Regions from separate parts of the Hordeum vulgare genome. Here region 1 is linked to region 2. The links are chromatin contacts, called in public Hi-C maps. All regions are on one chromosome and are shown on one strand. The core of a region is the stretch at or near the end of the contact, and the rest is flanking DNA. Distances in the headings are between cores, read along the strand shown. Region 1 holds the start of LOC123442808 (PHD finger protein ALFIN-LIKE 5). Region 2 holds the start of LOC123442792 (glycine-rich protein 2-like).

Region 1 (4,307 bases), core at 1,569-4,068, 330 kb before region 2:
TTCTCGCCGCTGCCGTCGCCGTCGCCTCCTCGCCGGAAGCCTAAATGGACGTCGGCGCCGGCGCGCCCTACGTCTCCCGCGCGAAGTAGGTGTCTCTTGGGAGCCTCCTACTTCGTGTTGTGGAGTTGAACCAAGAAGTTGTAAGGGCAAGGAGATTGCCTACTTTATGAAGATCTACCCCGAGTGAGGCTAGTCCTTTGTGGACGTAAGCCATGGTGGAATAGACAAGGTTGCTTCTTCGTGGACCCCTTGTGGGTTGAGCCCTCCGTGGACTCGCACGACGGTTACCCTCCGTGGGTTGAAGTCTCCATCAATGTGAACATATGATAGCACCACCTACCGGAACCACGCCAAAAATCGCCGTGTCAATCTGTATGTTTGATCTTCCTATCCCTACCCTCTATTTACATGTGCATGTATTTACTTTCCGTTGCTACACTTTTAGAGTTACATGTGTAGGATGTGCTTGACTTGCTACGATTGCTAAAACTTGCTCACAACTAGAACTGCCAAAAGGTTAAGTTTTATTTGGTCAAGTAGTCTAATCACCCCCTCTTGATATACTTTAGATCCTACACAAAGAACCAAGGTGGTGTCACGACGGATGTCAAACACCTTAGAAGCACAACCATGACTTTAGGTGAGTCCGCATAATGCATCATCCACCCTTTGCGTCTAGTAAGAATTGACTAGTGGATAACATGAGTCACCATGGACCCTGGGAAGGTGATGTCGAAAAGATGGCGGAGGTGGTGTACATTGCACCCCAAAGGCACATGTTCACAGTAGCGACCAACACTATATCAATATAGCGCCTAAAGTTTTCCCGCCAAGACCAGTCGATGGCACCAACTCCAACTTACACTCAGGTGGATTTCCACGGAAACCCAAGCAACACTTACAAGGGAGAACGACGAACACCGCCACCATTGCTTGGTGAACCATGCCTAGGATTTTCCCAAATGAAAATATTTCAACTAACAACTATGTACAAAATTAGAAATAAACATGTACTTTGGAAAACCAACTAACGGTGGGTCGAGGCATCGAGACAACAAATAAATGATAAACATATACTAAAAATGAAGCAAGTTTTTGTTGTAGAAAAACAGAACACATCGCACCATTTCCAATCAAGCATTTAATATATATATTCAATCTAACCTTTATTTAGTTACCCATTGTGTTATGAAATTTAGACACAAAATCCTTTTCGGACCTTTTTATAAATACATATGTTTACATTCACGCATGTAAAATTACTCCTATGAAGGTATACATACATACCCTTACCGTTATGAAACCTCCAAGGGTCTAGTCGTCAAACATTGAGATTGGCAAAGTCAACACAAGCCTCATATTCGACGTGAACGTCGTCTTCCACTAAATAAATATCGAAAATCCTATTTTCATGTCTAGAATACACCCCAAAGAGGTGTACCAATTTCATAGAAGAAGAGCCAGACGGTAGATACAATGCTAATCGTGTGGTTAGCGATCACATCCAGTCTGCAAGCCATAAATGACGAGGAGGCGGAACATGGAGTACCAAGGTTGTGTCATGATCGAGACAAACACTTCGGAAGTACGACCATGACTTTAGGTGAGTCTAGGTTTAACCCACCCTCTGCATTTTGCGTCTACAAAGAATCGTATAGTGGATAGCATGGCTGGGTGTGGACCCTAGGAACACGATGTTCAAAAGGTGGCGAAGACGACGTATATTGCGCCCAGAGATGCCTATGTCCATGCAACAACTAACATCCTAGCAATACACTGCCCTAAGCCTTACTTATGAAACCAGTCGATGGCACCGGCTCCTATCTCCACTTAGGTGAATCTACGCGGGAACCCACATAGTGTCTCTAGTAGGAAACGACTTCACGTGCCGCCATTGCTAGGACTTCACATGTCCAAAATCGGAGGAAACGACTTCCACTTAGGTAAATCTACGCAGGAACCCACAAAGTGTCTCTAGGCAAGACACATAGTATAAGATTTGGCGAGTCTAGCTTAACACGCCCTCTACCCTTTGTGCTTACGAAGAATCGTCTAGTGGGTAACATGGCTCGACGTGGACCGTGGAAAGATGATGTTGAAAAGGTGACGACGACCATATATATTACGCCCCAAAGGCTTGTGCCTACATCAGCAACTAACATCCTAGCAACACACTACCCTAAGCCTTGATCTTGAGACTAGCCGATGGCATAAACTCCAACTTCCATTCCAAAGGATCTCCACGGCAACCCAAACAACGCCTCCAGGAAGGAACGACGTCGCGCCGCCACCATTTGCTCGATGAAGCAGACCTAGGGTTTCATCAAATGAATGCATTTCAACCAACAACTACATCAAAAATAGAAATAAACTTCAACTTCCATTCCAAAGGAAGGAACGGCGTCGCGCCGTCACCATTTTCTCGATGAAGCAGACCTAGGATTTCATCAAATGAACACATTTCAAGCAACAACTACATCAAAAATAAGAATAAACACGTGCTCCGAAAAGCCAACTCATGGTGAGTCCGAGGCACCAAAACAGCAAAACAAACGATAAACAAACACTAAGAATGAAGCAAGCTTTTTATAGAAAACTTTGCAAAACAGAACCCACCACACCATTTCCAACAAAAACATCTACACCATTTCCAACAAAGACATTGCAAAACAGGAAGCAATTCAAAAGTCAAACCGAGAGGAAAAATGTCCCAGCAAAACTGAATTAGCACGAGCAGACATGGTGACGATAGATTTAGATAGATAGATTCCATAAAGGCTAAAGATATGATGGGCACGCAGTGGCCTGAGCCACTTTGTTGCTGCTGCTGCCGCAAGCCCAAAAGGCACCGCCGGGGCTCAAATCCTCCCGGAAACGAACGCAAATCTCCTCTTCCCAAAATAAAAACCTCACCACTCCTTGTCTGTCTCCCTCTCTCTGTGTCCTCCACCTCCTCGTGCTCTCGCCTCCCTCCCAGCACCCTTCTCGCCGCCGCCGCCGCCGCCCCCTCGCCGGAACCCTAAATGGACGTCGGCGCCGGCGCCGGCGCGCCCTACGCCTCCCGCACGGCGGAGGAGGTCTTCCGCGACTTCCGCGGCCGCCGCGCCGGCATGATCAAGGCCCTCACCCAAGGTATCCGCTCCCCTCTCCCTCCGCTCCTGCTCGCTGCCGGATTTGCCCGCCGGCCCCTCTCCCGTGTCGCTGACGTGCCCCTTTTTGTTTGCTTGGTTGGTGGCTTTTTTTGCAGAAGTGGACAAGTTCTACCAGCTCTGCGACCCCGGTGAGTCCGCTCGATCTCTCCCGGTCTAGGGTTTGGCGCCGCCGGAGCTACCGCCGCCGCTAGGGCTGGGTCGTTTGGTTGCCCCGCTGCGAATTCCGAGGCTAAACTTGCTGAATTATGCGCTCCTGGAGCACTGCGACGGTGGTGGTTCAGCCGCTTTCGTCAATGCGGTGATGAACTGAGGCGTTGCGTGGGATTGGAAGCGTAGACTGGAGGGAGATATGGTTTATTAGTTTCTTATCTGGTGCTTGGAACCTTTGAATTTGTGATACTTCGTTTTTTTTTTGCTTGGTCGTTAGCTCTCCAGAATTTGACGGTAGCCAGAGTTGCAGGGTGGAGGAATTTGGAAAAAAGTCGCGAAGTTCTGAATTAGTGATGTATATATCCGGAGCTTGAGGAGGGTGCTAGGAAAAGTTTCCCGACCGATCAACGGTTGCATCATCGATTCCCAGCGTCCCGGTTGGCATCGACGCAAAGTATAGCAGCGAGTGCTTCGCACTTTTCTCTGCACAAGTTGAGGCAAGAATCGCTGTTTCTGAGCCGTAAGCGTCAGTAGTTAGCGCCTTGCCGTTGGAAGAGATAACGCTTACGAGCCTTTCAAATTTCCTGAAAATATTTTTTATTTTTTAAGCGCCTGGATAAGCGCTTACCATTGTAGATGCCCTTATCTCTTTGTCGGGTTGCTCGTTTCGCGCCTTTTTCCTCCATAAATGCAGTCTAGTTTCATGGGTTCATAGCCTGTATCAAACATGGTTTATCAAGTTCTTATGTTGCTTGGAATGTGATACTTTGTGATTTTTTCTTGGTTGATGGGTTTTGAAAATTTGATGGCAGCCATCATTGAAGGGTGGAGGAATTTGAAAAAAAAAAATGGTGCTGGGAATTTCTGAAATTAATAATGCCCGTGTGGTGTATTGCCTCGTTGTCGGTTTGCTCGTATCGCGGCTTGTTTTCTCCCATAAATGCAGTCTAGGTTCATTGGTTAATAGCCTGTATCAAATATGGTTTATTAAGTTCTTATGTTGCT
Region 2 (4,037 bases), core at 1,432-3,931:
CGGAAGTACATAATAAGCCAATTTCACAGGGCGACCAAATCCTAGATTAATTTTATCCCAACCATTGAGGTCCAAAGGGCTATGGTTCCTCACTTTGATCTCTCAAGTCTACCGCCGAGTTACCTCCGTCCGGATCTCTGGCCAACACACAGTGCAATGCAGACACATAGCAATAGTAGGGTTTTACCTCTTCGGGAAGGGGCGAACCTCTGTAAATCGTTGTCTCTAGTGTGTAGGAAGGAGTTCGAGGCAGTCTTCAGTTCATACTAACCAGCAGAAACCACAACGTGTAGATTGGAGAGAAAACATAGACCAACAACATCGGAGAAACGGGATAAAGATGACCAAATTATACAAGGAATTTGTTGGAGCTCAACGGAAACAAAGTGAGCATGAAAGAAACGGATATGGCAACCTCCATTCCTACAGCATCGCCCTTATTCTGTCGGCCACTCCACCATCCACAAACGAAGCGAAGGCAGGAGGAAACTGGATAGAGCCATAGAGGGGACTAAATCAAGCTCTTTTGACACGAGGGGATTCATGAGGTTTCGAGAGGAAAATCTCCACGAAGACCAGAAACCCCACAGAACCTCGGACGCCCATTTGGTAAGACAGGTTTGCTTAGCCGAATCCCTTCCATGTGTTTCAAAACCCTCCTCCACAAAGGGGTGGAAGCAAATCGAGGATTTGAAAGGATTGGGTGAAAGGAAGTGATTCACCAAATCCCCTCCTTTCCAAACCTCCCCAATCCACTTCTATCAAACAAAGACTTACAGTGAGCTCATCGGCTTGGGATGTTACCGGCAGACCAAAGTTGTTTGCCGTCATCGAAGAGGACGAGGACTGGACTGCAACACCTATGGCGGCCACGAACAGGGCTTGACGATCAGATTACACCACAGACCAAGCCTCGTCCCCGATCAGATTACACCACAGACCGCCATTTTAATGACAAAAAAGACTAGCAAGTACGACTGGAGTGGCCGGATACCTGCCGGCAAAGGTCGAAAGGGTGTACTACATAGAATCTTGGTTTCAGGTGGGAGGGGCTTGAAAAATGCTAAAAAGCTGCAGATAGCAAGTCTTCCTAAGCTACCAAAGATTTATTCAATGGTAGTTCATGTGTTTACTGACATATGCTGGAAGGAGATCCAAAATTTAGGCTGTGATTCTTGGCATCCAAAGTCTAACGCAACACAGTTACAGCCCATTCATCAGCAAGCTAACGTGCCACTAGGCTATGATGGAATGATGGAATTCGCATTACGCTAATCATGGAATGCAGGCGTAATGAAACAGATGCAAAAAAGATTAAGCTAGGCACATTTTGCAAGCCAGGATTAAAGCAAGTGGCGTTTGATGAAGCAACAAACAGCAGTCAGACAAGCAGTTCAGGTCGACGACAGATGCACAAAGTATACTGCTAAGATTTGGAAACATCAACCTGTGCGAGTAGTTTCAACATTACGGATCAATCATGTAATTGCCCTATCAAAACCACCACTGAAACCACAGAAATGGGAGAACAAGAATCCCAAAAATAGCCCACGACTAACCTGAACAAAATATCCAAACTAAACCTTGCAAGCAGGAAGATATATAAGATAAAACAATAGTAACGCGAGATCAGAGATCAATCTTAGACACCAAACTTGACTTCGATAACTTAGTTCATCCAATACATAAGAGATAGATCTGTGTCCTCATCACAGAGACACAACAAAATAACTTGGATCTTTAACGGACAAACCACCAGCAATTCTTCTGGATCCAAGCTCGCATGGAGCAGCACGGGGAAACGCTACGGCGACTAATACTAGTACTGATGGGTATAGGTATGACTTGATGCAGGATCAGGAGATAGGAAAAGGAGCGAAGGGGAAGGGGGCACTCAGATCTGACGGGCTGCGCCGCTTAGTGGGCCTTGTTGGGGCACTCGCGGGAGAAGTGGCCAGACTCGCCGCAGGAGAAGCAGCCGCCACCGCCGCCGCCGCCGCCACCACCACGGCCGCCACCGCCGCCGTAGCCGCCCCCACCGTAGCCGCCGCCACCGCCGCCGCCCTGGGGGCAGTCCCTGGAGATGTGGCCCTCCTCGCCGCACTTGTAGCACTCGCGGCCGCCGCCGCCACCTCCTCCGTAGCCACCGCCGCCGCCCTGGGGGCAGTCCCTGGAGATGTGGCCCTCCTCGCCGCACTTGTAGCACCCACGGCCGCCGCCACCGCCGCCTCCATAACCACCTCCACCGTAGCCGCCGCCACCGCCTCCGTAGCCGCCGCCACCTCCGCCGTAGCCGCCACCGCCACCGCCGTAGCCGCCGCCGCCGCCTCCGTAGCCGCCGCGGCCACCACCGCCATCGCTAGGGCGGGAGCCGCCGGAGAGAGCGCCTCCTCCTGGTGCGGTGACGTCGGAGGCCTTGGTGCGCCCGTCGTCGCCGGTGATGACATCGAACTCGACGACGTCGTTCTCGTTGAGGCTGCGGTAGCCGTCGGACTTGATGGCGGACTGGTGGACGAAGAGGTCCTCGCTGCCGTCCTCCGGGGAGATGAAGCCGAACCCCTTGGTGACGTTGAACCACTTCACGGTTCCCTTGACCCTCGCCCCCATCTTGCGCCGCCGAAAACGAAGGACCAAAACCCTAGCAGGAAACCCTAGATCGGTGTGGATGCGGAGGGAGGATGTGGGGGTGTCGGTATAAATAGGCTGGTTAGTTGGGCTCGTGCAGTAGCTACAATGGCCCAACCACACAGTTAAACTGGGCCTATTGGTTTCCACTGCGCAGACAACAGTGGCCCAAACACTCTCTCAGAGAACTTTTGTTTTCTCAAAATAAGTTTTTGAGAGAACTCGTCACTTAGCTGAGACAGGCCCGCTTGGCACGACCTTAAATATTCTGACACTTTCGTTTTTTTATTATATTTTTTGGTACTTCTATTTTTTAGGTACTGGTGCTTTTGCTCAACAAAAAATATTATCCGGGTGGTCCTTCTCTGAGTGTAGCACGACACAAAATCGTGTGCATCAATTATTTTAGAGAAACTACGATGGTTTATTGATAAACGATGTTCATAGAAATTACTCCTATAAATGATGTTGGAGTATCCGTCTTTCTGGGCTGCTCGAGGGCGGAGAGAACCTCCTAGCCATCCGCGGTAGGGTGGCTTGTGGACGGAGTCTTTTGTAGCAGATGCGGGTCGTCATATGTGCCTCGACGATGTGGTTAGAAGGTTAATGAGTGGTGGATCGAGGGCGCATGATCGTTAGAGTCAGCGTGTGTCCATGACGGATGAACCGAGGGCGCACAATTGCTAAAGTCAGCGTGTGTTCAAGAAGAGTGAACCAGGATCGCCATGCGGTGGATCCTTCATCATGGGTGTCTCACTCGCGGAGGAGCCTCATGGTCGAGCGTCCCGTGGTTGCTTGGCGCGAGGGCCGCTACTCTCGGGGACGATGTGAGTCGTCTGATCTGCCCACACGGGTTGCAGTCGGGTGACCCAACTGAGTGGTCCATGACAAGTGGACCGCCCAATCGCGCCCGGGGCCACTGTCATTGGACGGCGTCGAGCGCGTCCATGTTGGCCTTGTCGCGCGCTGCCTCGAGCGCAACAGCGTGGTCGGACGTGTGTGTTGGCGTCTTCGACCCTTGCGGGGTTGGTCCACACGCACTAGCTGGGGTCGCGTTGCGGTCTCAGCACCGGCTCAATTGTGGGCCCCTTTTCGGGTTCTTCACTGGCCCCATGCGTGTATGTGTGTGAGGCTCGTGTGACGCATCCCCCTCGTGCGTTAACGCTGCATCCAGCTAGCTGTGCGGAAGGTCATCTAGACGTTTGTGTGGAGGGTCGTCCAACCGGTTGTGCGGAGGGTCGTCCAGCCAGCGCGTGTGCCCGGCTAGACGGCAGCAAAAAATGCTGCTATGGCAACTATTTTGGTGCCATGACACAGGTTTGAGAAATGATGTCATGGCAATCATTTTGCTTTGCCATGGCACGAGTTTATTAATTCAGTATAAATTGTCATTTGAATTTACCATGTCTTGT

What was found. Hi-C and Micro-C count contacts between places; a contact is called where the count stands out from the background.
Region 1: a contact with region 2 is called in a Hi-C map of leaf, with 3 times the contacts expected there. The contact joins the promoter of LOC123442808 here to the promoter of LOC123442792 in region 2. A contact is called at or near these places in 2 of 6 Hi-C or Micro-C datasets (leaf and seedling).

The regions. Positions count from the first base shown.
Region 1 is chr1H:429,772,986-429,777,292 of MorexV3_pseudomolecules_assembly, reverse strand. LOC123442808 (PHD finger protein ALFIN-LIKE 5) reads left to right here and starts at 2,818. Exons shown (of 5, transcript XM_045118960.1): 1 at 2,818-3,132; 2 at 3,248-3,280. The coding sequence starts at 3,024.
Region 2 is chr1H:429,438,362-429,442,398 of MorexV3_pseudomolecules_assembly, reverse strand. LOC123442792 (glycine-rich protein 2-like) reads right to left here and starts at 2,681. Exons shown (of 1, transcript XM_045118936.1): 1 at 1,643-2,681. The coding sequence starts at 2,607. The coding sequence ends at 1,918.